Linked DNA regions of Canis lupus: region 2 is linked to region 1. The links are chromatin contacts, called in public Hi-C maps. All regions are on one chromosome and are shown on one strand. Each heading gives the region's core, a stretch centred on a gene start, on an enhancer-like site or on the middle of the called end of the contact. The rest is flanking DNA. Distances are from core to core; before and after follow the strand shown. Region 1 overlaps MACF1 (microtubule-actin cross-linking factor 1, isoforms 1/2/3/5). Region 2 overlaps MACF1 (microtubule-actin cross-linking factor 1, isoforms 1/2/3/5).

The links. A called contact is a pair of places that touch in the nucleus more often than the background predicts.
Region 2: a contact with region 1 is called in a Hi-C map of blood, with 3 times the contacts expected there. The contact joins two enhancer-like sites. A contact is called at or near these places in 6 of 9 Hi-C or Micro-C datasets (amygdala, blood, liver and 2 more).

Annotation. Positions count from the first base shown.
Region 1 is chr15:3,682,487-3,686,702 of UU_Cfam_GSD_1.0, reverse strand. The region is part of intron 1 of MACF1 (microtubule-actin cross-linking factor 1, isoforms 1/2/3/5); the gene reads left to right. Among named protein-coding and RNA genes, the nearest start is that of MACF1, 92 kb to the left of the region's middle. Within about 2 kb of position 1,457, at least 10 of the 20 cell types and tissues checked have an H3K27ac peak or open chromatin away from gene starts, as enhancers often do. A contact at or near this core is called in blood, where this site is marked.
Region 2 is chr15:3,758,388-3,762,771 of UU_Cfam_GSD_1.0, reverse strand. The region is part of intron 1 of MACF1 (microtubule-actin cross-linking factor 1, isoforms 1/2/3/5); the gene reads left to right. Among named protein-coding and RNA genes, the nearest start is that of MACF1, 16 kb to the left of the region's middle. Within about 2 kb of position 1,346, at least 14 of the 20 cell types and tissues checked have an H3K27ac peak or open chromatin away from gene starts, as enhancers often do. A contact at or near this core is called in blood, where this site is marked.

The DNA of each region.
Region 1 (4,216 bases), core at 208-2,707:
TTTAGTGCTTCAAAGGACACTATTTAAAAAGTGAAGAAACACACCACAGAATGGGAGAAAATATTTACAAGTCATATATTTAATAAGAGACTTCAATGAATCTTTATATTTTAAATATAATAGTAAAAAGACAACTCAGTCAAAAATGGGCAAAAGATTTGAATAGGCATTTTTCCAGAGAAGATACACAAATGACTAATAAGCACATGAAGAGATGCTCAACATCATTAGTCATTAAGGAAATGCAAATCAAAATCATTATGAGAATACCTTTTCATACCTACTAGAATGGCTACTGTAATAGGAAAGATATGGTGAGGATGTGGAGAAATTGGGACCATCATGCCTTGCTGTTGGGAATGTAAAATGGTGCAGCTGCTTCAGAAAATAACTTAGTGGTTCCTTAAAAAGTTAAGGAGACCCAGCAATTCCACTAAGCATATATCTAAGAGAAACAAATATGTATGTCCACATAAAACTTGTACACAATTGCTCATAGCAGCATTATCCATAATAGCTCAGAAGTGGAGACAACCCAAATATCTGTCAACTGATGAGTGGATAAACAAAATGTGTCATATCCATACAATGGAATATTATTCAGCAGTTGAAAGGAATGAAGTACTAATTGATGCTAAGATGGATCGGATTAAAAAACATGCTAAGTGAAAGAAGGCTGTTAAAAAAGACCACATATGGTATGATTCCATTGTACACAATAGGCAAGTCCACAGAGACAATAAGTAGATTAGTGGTTGCTGGAGCTAGGAGAGGGTGGAATGGGACATGACTGATAATGGATATAGGGTTTCTTTGGGGGCGGGTAATGAAATGTTTTAAAATTACATAGTGGTGATGGTGAATATATTAACATCTATTGGATTGTTCACTTGAAAAGGGTGAATTGTATGGTGTGTGAACTAAATTCAATAAAACTGTTATAAAAAATTGAGGGTGATTTTGTATGTGTGAATAGCATTTTGTTGATTTGTGCTCGTCCCCTTCTTGCCACTGTGAATCTTAAAGTTAGAGCATCACTGTCTTGAGCACTGGGCAGGTTACCATTGCCCTCAAAGCCTCAAGATGAGAAATTAAGGTTTGCGATCACTTCGTGCAGGAGAAAAGTTGACGACAGGCACACTGTTTGAGGAACGAAACCTTTTAAGGGGAATGCCCTGAGGTTGAGTTGAAGGCGTTTCGAGTTTTAAGTGTGACTCTGTCCTTCCCGAGTTCTTATTTATCTTCCCAACTTCATCCACACACACCACATAGATAGTTTACGTTTTGGATCGCAGGCCTCTTTCCAGCTCCACCAAGAACCTCACTTTCATTTCTTAGATTTTTCCTCCAGGCTTTTGATCTTGGTCTGTGAACAGGCTTTCCTTGGAGGTGCAGAGACAGCAGCTGGAGAAGCCACTGGGGGGCGCCCTGCCCTCAGAGGACGGACAAAAAGGAATAACTTGCCAGGAAGAGGCTTAGGCCTGTGTCGGCAGGAAGAGATGACTCATTTTTCATCAAAGGCATTTCAAAGAAAATATAATGACAGGATGATGTCAGAGGCGCAGGTGGAGACAGGAACCTTGATTGAGGCTGGAGGGAGGGGTTGAATAGAACGGTTGCCTGGGCAGTCAGAACGATGGACTGGCAGAGATCACAAAAAACATCACCTGTTTTGTAGTTCCTTTCTCATGAGCTTTGGTGTGGGCAGTGCTGTTCATGTGCCTTTAGAGCATGTGGTCAAGTCTCTGCCTGTCTTGGGTGTACTGTGTTCATATCTGGATGAGACATCTCATGACACGCAGTGTGCTGTGTTCCTGCACCCTGTACATTAACTCTATGGCTGGCAGGGTCTATGTCTTGGAATTGAACCGCACATGCTCATGGCAGCTGGAAGTGTGGCATTTCCCTTGATATATTAGATACAGGAACTTGCCTAGATATCAGAAGGTCAAATCTCAGGGACTTTACTTTATTGCCAAAAGTACTCTGGTTCCTTCCAGTGTTTTTGTTTTGTTTTGTTTTTTTCAGTTCCTTTCAGTGTTTGGCAAGAGCTGGATCTTTGCTCTAACCTCAGATAAATTTCTTTTTCCCCCCCTTTGAATTAGAGGCCCTCTGTGGTGTGTATGGATGAAGCTGATAAATGGGGAAACCTTACAGTCAGGAAAAAGGATAGTAAGTTTTGGTATCCCTTCATATTTCAAATCACTAAAGTTGGTTAGGTATTCAGGCTTCTATTTGTTTTATTTTATTAATTAACTAATTTATTTTTAGTAATCTCTCCACCCAACATGGGGCTTGAACTCATGACCCCCAAGATCAAGAGTCATATGTTTCACATACCCTTGCAACCCCTGCTGAGTGAACCAGGCACCCCCAGGCTTCCATTTATATTAAGATTGGAAGAGAGTGCTGGTCACTATTATTCTTTAACACTTTCCAGAGTCTGTATGATTATGAATTTGGAGGCTAAATTAGTTTTCCAAAAGTTAAAAGGATATTTATTGCTTGTATTCTGTGTCAGGATTCAGGTCTCCCAAGAAGTATCTGGGGAGAAATGGCTTAGCAATATCAATTGCTGTTTTTGTGCTTTATGAATCATTTATCTGAAAGTGGCTTGGAGGACTTCTTGGACAGAAGATATTGCCTCTCTTTAAGATATATCATAAACAAGAAAAAAAAGCCCCCCCCCCCCCCCCCAAAAAAAAAAAAAAAACCAAACCCAAATACAAAAAAACCTCAGAATTGGAAGAGAGGGAGGAAAGCTTACTATTTGGTGCTGACAATGGGCTGTTTTTGGATAATTACTACCACGTCTATTGTGGACTAAAGCTGATCTTCCGGTGAGAAGGACATGAATCAGAAGGGGCTGAATCATACCACATTTTTTAGGGAAGGGTACTGGGCTTCCCTGGACCCTACATGACAATATTCCTCCTCCCTATAACTCTCCATGAAATGACAAATCATTAGAAGAGACCTTTAGCCTGAAGTGCCAGAGGACCCAAGGGAAAATTTCTCTAGCATGGGTTCGATTTGGGAGCTCCCTGAGAGTAATCTGTGATGAGCCTGTTTCAGAGAGCCTGACTCTGAGTTGGAGGAGTCTGAGCAGAAGCAGCAGTCTTGACCTGGACATGTTTTCTGTACCTGCTCATGATGTATACAGATCTTCTCTCCCTTTGGTTATGAGCTAAAGTTATGACCTTTGGTTATGACCTTTAATCATAAGGTTGAACAGTGATAAGGGAGAAGTATTCTAACATACCAGTTAACTAGAATATTTATTCTAGTTAAACATAGGAAGGGAATCTATGTGGGGGCTGGGATTCCAAACATCTTTTTTATTTATTTATTTTTTAAGTGGGAGAGGAGGACTTTTAGGGCTCATTGTCCCCTATAGAATAAAATCCAAACTCATTTTGTCATTTAAGGCCTTCCATAATCCAGCTCAACTTTCTATAAAATTATTTTTATCAAAATTATATTTATTCTTTTAAAAAATATTTTATTTATATTTATTGAGAAAGAGAGAGAGTGTGCGCATGAGCACAAGCTGAGGGGAGGGGCCGAGGGAGAGGGAGAAGCAGATTCCTCACTGAATAGGGAGCCCAACTGCAGGGCTTGATCCCAGGGCCCAGAGATCATGACCTGAGCGAAAGCAGACATTTAACTGACTGGGCCACCCAAGTGCTCCAAAATTATTTTATTTTTGTTCTTGTTTTAAAAGGTCAAATGTTACAATGAGGTTTATAAAAAAATAATCTCTCCCTCCCCACTTCTGAGACATGCTTCCAAGTCATTTAACTATTTTTTAGTATTTTCCACTACATTTCTTTCTTTTTTTTTTTTTTTAAAGTAGACTCCAGCCCAACATGGGGCTTGAACTCACAACCCCAAGATCAAGAGTTGTGTTCTCTATTGACTGAACCAGCCGGATGCCCCTCTACTACTTTTCTTAAATATACTCATGTACTAATGCTTCTTGATTTTTCATTTTTAGACATTATCTGTTGATGACCTACCATTGAAAATTTGGATTTACTTCTTTCATCTCTGCCCTCCTCCCTCTTCCCCCTTTTCCCATTGTCACACATCACTACCATTGTGGGGTATTCTGTATTTAAGATTATTATGACTATATAAATATTTGCTTAAAGGTGAGCCATATAGTATTCTGTAATTACATTTCATTTCTTGATGGACTTTTTTCTTCATGGAA
Region 2 (4,384 bases), core at 97-2,596, 76 kb before region 1:
CCTTCTCTCCACGGTCCCAAGTAAATCCCCACCCATATTCCCCGTTTCCTCCCCTCACTTTCCTATGCCCTGACAGACAGTCCTGGGCTTCCTTTTATTCCTCCCTGACTCGTTCGGGCTCCAGGATCTTTTCCTTTGTTCCAGGTCCTAACAGGTCCCCACGGTCCCCCTCGCCGACCGAAGTGTGTCCGTCGGGAGGGCTGTCCCGGCGCCACGACCCCGCGGGGTCTGCCCGCGCCCCCCGACGCCCCCCGTCTGCGGCCTCCCCTCCCCTCCCCTCCCCTCCCCCGCGGCGCCCGGGATCCCGTTTCCGCCCCTCCCCCCCGTCGTCGCTCGGCCTCCGGCTCCTCATCCTTGGCCTGGTTTACTTCGCGGTGCTCGGCGTGCCCTCCCGTCTCAAGTTCAGTGTCTTCCGTTTCTGGAAGAGCCTTTGTCTCGGGGGCTGCCGTGTGGCCCCCCCGCCGTCCGCGGCCGCCCGGGGTCTCGCCCCGGGTCTCGCCCGGCGCTCTCAGGGCCGTCGGCTGCCGCCCTTGCCCGGCGGGGCTCTGGGCCTCCTCCCGCGGCGGCGCAGGCCCGCTCGGTCCTCCAGCGGCGGGGGGGGGGGGGGCTCCCTCCTTTGTCCCGGGGGCGGGTGCAGGTCAGCGCCGCGGGGTCCCCCCCCCCGCCCCGCGGCCCGCCCCGCCCCGCCCGCCGCCCCCCGCCGCCCGCAGCCCGCCGGGACCCGCGTGGGCCGCCCGGGCGGCGGGAGAGGGGCGGGAGCGGGCCGGGCCCTGCGCTCCTGACAGGAGGAGCCGCCGCCGCCGCCGCCGCCGCCGCCGCCGCCGGGGCGGGCCGAGGGAGGAGCGGAGCGAGGGGTGGGGAGGCGGAAACGCGAGCCGGGACCGGCGGAGCGCGAGCGGCCGGGTGCGGCGGGCTGAGGAGCGGAGCGCCACTGCCAGGCCGGGCGAGGGCGAGGGCGAGGCGGGCGGACCGCCGACAGCCGACAGCAGGGCCGCCGCCGCCGAGCCGCACAAAGGGCCGACGCTGGGGCCGCCTCAGCCGCCGCCTCAGCCGCCGCCTCAGCCTCAGCCTCAGCGCGCGGGCCCGCAGCCGGCGCCCGCCGAGGCCCGCGGAGAGCGCGGCGCGGGCGGCCATGGCCGGGTACGTGCCGGGTCAGCAGCCGGCCAACCGCAGCCAGGAGAAGGAGTTCGTGCAGGCGTACGAGGATGTGCTGGAGCGCTACAAAGGTGCGGCGGGGCCGGGGCTCGCGGGGCGGGGGCGGGGGCGGGGGCGGGGGCGGCCGGGCTCGGGCTCGGGCTCGGGCTCGGGCTCGCCCCCGCCCCGGACCTGCTCTGGCGCGGGCCGCCTTGTTTGCGGAGTGGAGATAAGCCCGCGGAGACGGCGCTCTCCCCGGCGCTGGCCACACCGGCCGCCCCATTATGTGAGGGGCGCGAGCCCGGCGCTGCCGCGGGAGCCCCGGCGCGGCGGGGAGCTGCCGGGAGGAGGAGGAGGAGGAGGAGGAGTCGCCGCGCGCCTGGAGCCTCCCCGTCCGCCCCGGGCGCCCGGCTCCCCTCGCCCCCCTTTGTCTCCCCGGGTCTCCGCGCCGTCGCGGGGCGCCCGGGGTCCGGTGAGCGGGCGCCTCTGCGGGAGAGGCCTGCTGGCTTCGCGCCGGTGAGGCGGGGGGGCGGGGAGGCTCGCGGGGGTTGCAGCCCCGCGCGTCCGCGAGAAAGTTTTGACAGGCGGAGGGGCTGCGGCCTGCGGCGCCCCCGCGTGTCCCCGGCGCCCGACGTGCCCTGCGCGCGCGCTGGGGGCGCCCCCCGCCCCCCGCCCCCCACCCCGCTCTGGTCTCGAACGTCCAGCGCCGGGCTTTTGCTTTGTGTGGCAGTCGTGCCGTCCGGACCGGGCGACGTCCCCCGGCGACTCCACGGGCAGCCCTGTGACTGGGCCTCCAGCTGCTCTTCCTCGGGAGGCGAAACTTCGGCCCTTCCGACCGAGCCCTGCGTGCTTGTTTACGACCCAGTGAAGGGAAACTAATGCAGGAGCTGTAAAACGCTCCCTCTTTTTCTTCTCTTGTGGCACTAGAGCGCTGCCCGGGAATGCCGCAGAAAAGGGGGAGAGAGAGATGAAAGGTTAAAAGGGGACCTGCTGAGGAGGTCCGCTTGTTCCCTTCTGCACCAGCTCCTGTAAGCCGTCCAGGTTTCCCTGCCCGCAGCAAGTGTTCTTGTCACACCCCCCCCTCCCCCGCCGCGGTCTTTCTTTTAAGAAATGTGGTTCGTTTCAGAGCACAAAGAGGTTGGACTGTGCTGCTGTGAACTTCTTTGAAAACCTGCTGCTAAAGGAGTGGTTGGTTCCCTCAAGGCCCCTTGCGGGCTTCTGAGCAACTCTGCACTCTTTAGAGGGAGGGTCGTACTCTGGGCCTGTCTTGGGCTGTGACAGCTTCAAAAACTAGCAGAATTATAACACAAGTTAGGTGAAGAAATCTCAGCGCCTCACTGGATCGTGTTGCTGGTGGCCTCCAGCTGAAAGGAAGTTGGACTCCTAGCAAATGAAACGCGGAAAGAAGGGGGGATGGGGAGTAGGGCTGGTTCCAGGGGAGGCCTCCTGTGCTCAGCCCCTCTCTCGCTGGCTCACTTAGTTTGGTTTCCTCTGAAAGACTTTGATCAGGTGTATAGGAATTTGATCCTTTCCAGGCACAGATCTCTTTCTTGAGGGGAGGAATGAGTGGAAAATGGTTGGCCAGAATAAATCAGGTTGAGCTGTTCTTGAGTTGCTGTGCAGGCTGCTCTAGGATAGGTGCAGAAGAATTTCTCTTTCCTCCACTGCATCAGTCTTACGGAAGTCAGGGTAGATTAGCATCCAGGCCTTTGTTACTTCGCTGTATGGAATTCTTGCATTTTTCCAGACTTAGAAATCCTCTGACTGCCTTTATAGGAGAACTTTTTGCCTAAGCTGGGATCAAGAGAGAGACCAGGGGTGTAGTTTGTGAGAACAAAGACAGGAATTAGTTTTGGAGAGACTTGGGGAAATAGATATTGATGATGTTCAGATGCTAGCTAGGTCTCATTGGTAGGCCACCAGATTACTTGGATCTTTCTCTCTCCGCTGCTGTTGATTTGTAGTCACCTCGTTCTACAAATGAAACAGGATTTTTGTATTCAGAAGGAGAGCTAAAGTTTTCAGCTGAATCAGCTGTCCCTGGAAAGGGGCAGAGGCTAGAAGGGAAGTGATGCATTTGCATTGTGAAGGGTGTAGAACAGTATGTATTGCAGCTGTATTAGGAATGGTTGTCAGGCATGGATTTTCCATAATTGTGCCTGGCAACCATTTCCCTGTGTGTTGGTAGTGAGCATGGTTTTGGCAGGATTAGATGATTCAGCATGGACATAAACACTCTCTCATTTCCTAAATATCCCAAAGGCTTTTTCAGAGCCTGACTTTCCAGCAAACAGGAGGTATTAGATAATAACTTTCTATCCTAATATTTCAGAGTGAATAGCAACCAGTAGAGCCAGACCACGTTTTTATTCTTTTAATCCTCCAACAAACAATTATTAAATAGCTATTACAAGTAACACAGTGTTAGGCACTGGAGATGCCAGAATAATGAATGAGATCTGGTTCCTGCCCTTGGTTATTCACATCTAGCAAAGGAAAAGGCATACCCGAACAAGTAATTATGATATGGTACGTGCTAGAACAGAGGTTATGTATAAAGGTATGTATAAAGAGATATGTATGAAGGAATGCTGTGGAAGCAAGAGGAAGGATGAGTATTTCCATTTGTGGTTCATTAGGAGATTTGACAAAGGAGGTGACCCTTGAGTGGACCTTTGGGATGAATGGAATTTTAGTCAGGTGGAGGTGGATGAGGAAGAGAGAAGACAGAAATAAATACCGCATGCAAAGGTTTGAAGGTAAAAGTGAATGGAGGGGTTTGAGGAACAGAATGTGAGTAGTTGGATATGGCTAAAGGGCCAGAGTTTTTTGGGAGCAGATGATCCTGTAGAGGACCCAGAGTCCAACTTACGGCTTTGTTCCACGGGCAGCTGGGGCGTCATTGAACGTTTAAAAAAGAAGCAACAGGGATCCCTGGGTGGCGCAGCGGTTTGGCGCCTGCCTTTGGCCCAGGGCGTGATCCTGGAGACTCGGGATCGAATCCCACATCGGGCTCCCTGCGTGGAGCCTGCTTCTCCCTCTGCCTGTGTCTCTGCCTCTCTCTCTCTCTGTAACTATCGTAAAAAATAAATAAATAAATAAATAAATAAATAAATAAATAAATAAATAAAAAATAAAAAAGAAGCAACAACGACTATGTCAATTTTATTAATTCATCATAGAGGACATACCTGTCCTTTATCATGGCATAGTTGGAATACTTACATTGCTGTCTGGGGCACCCTTTTCC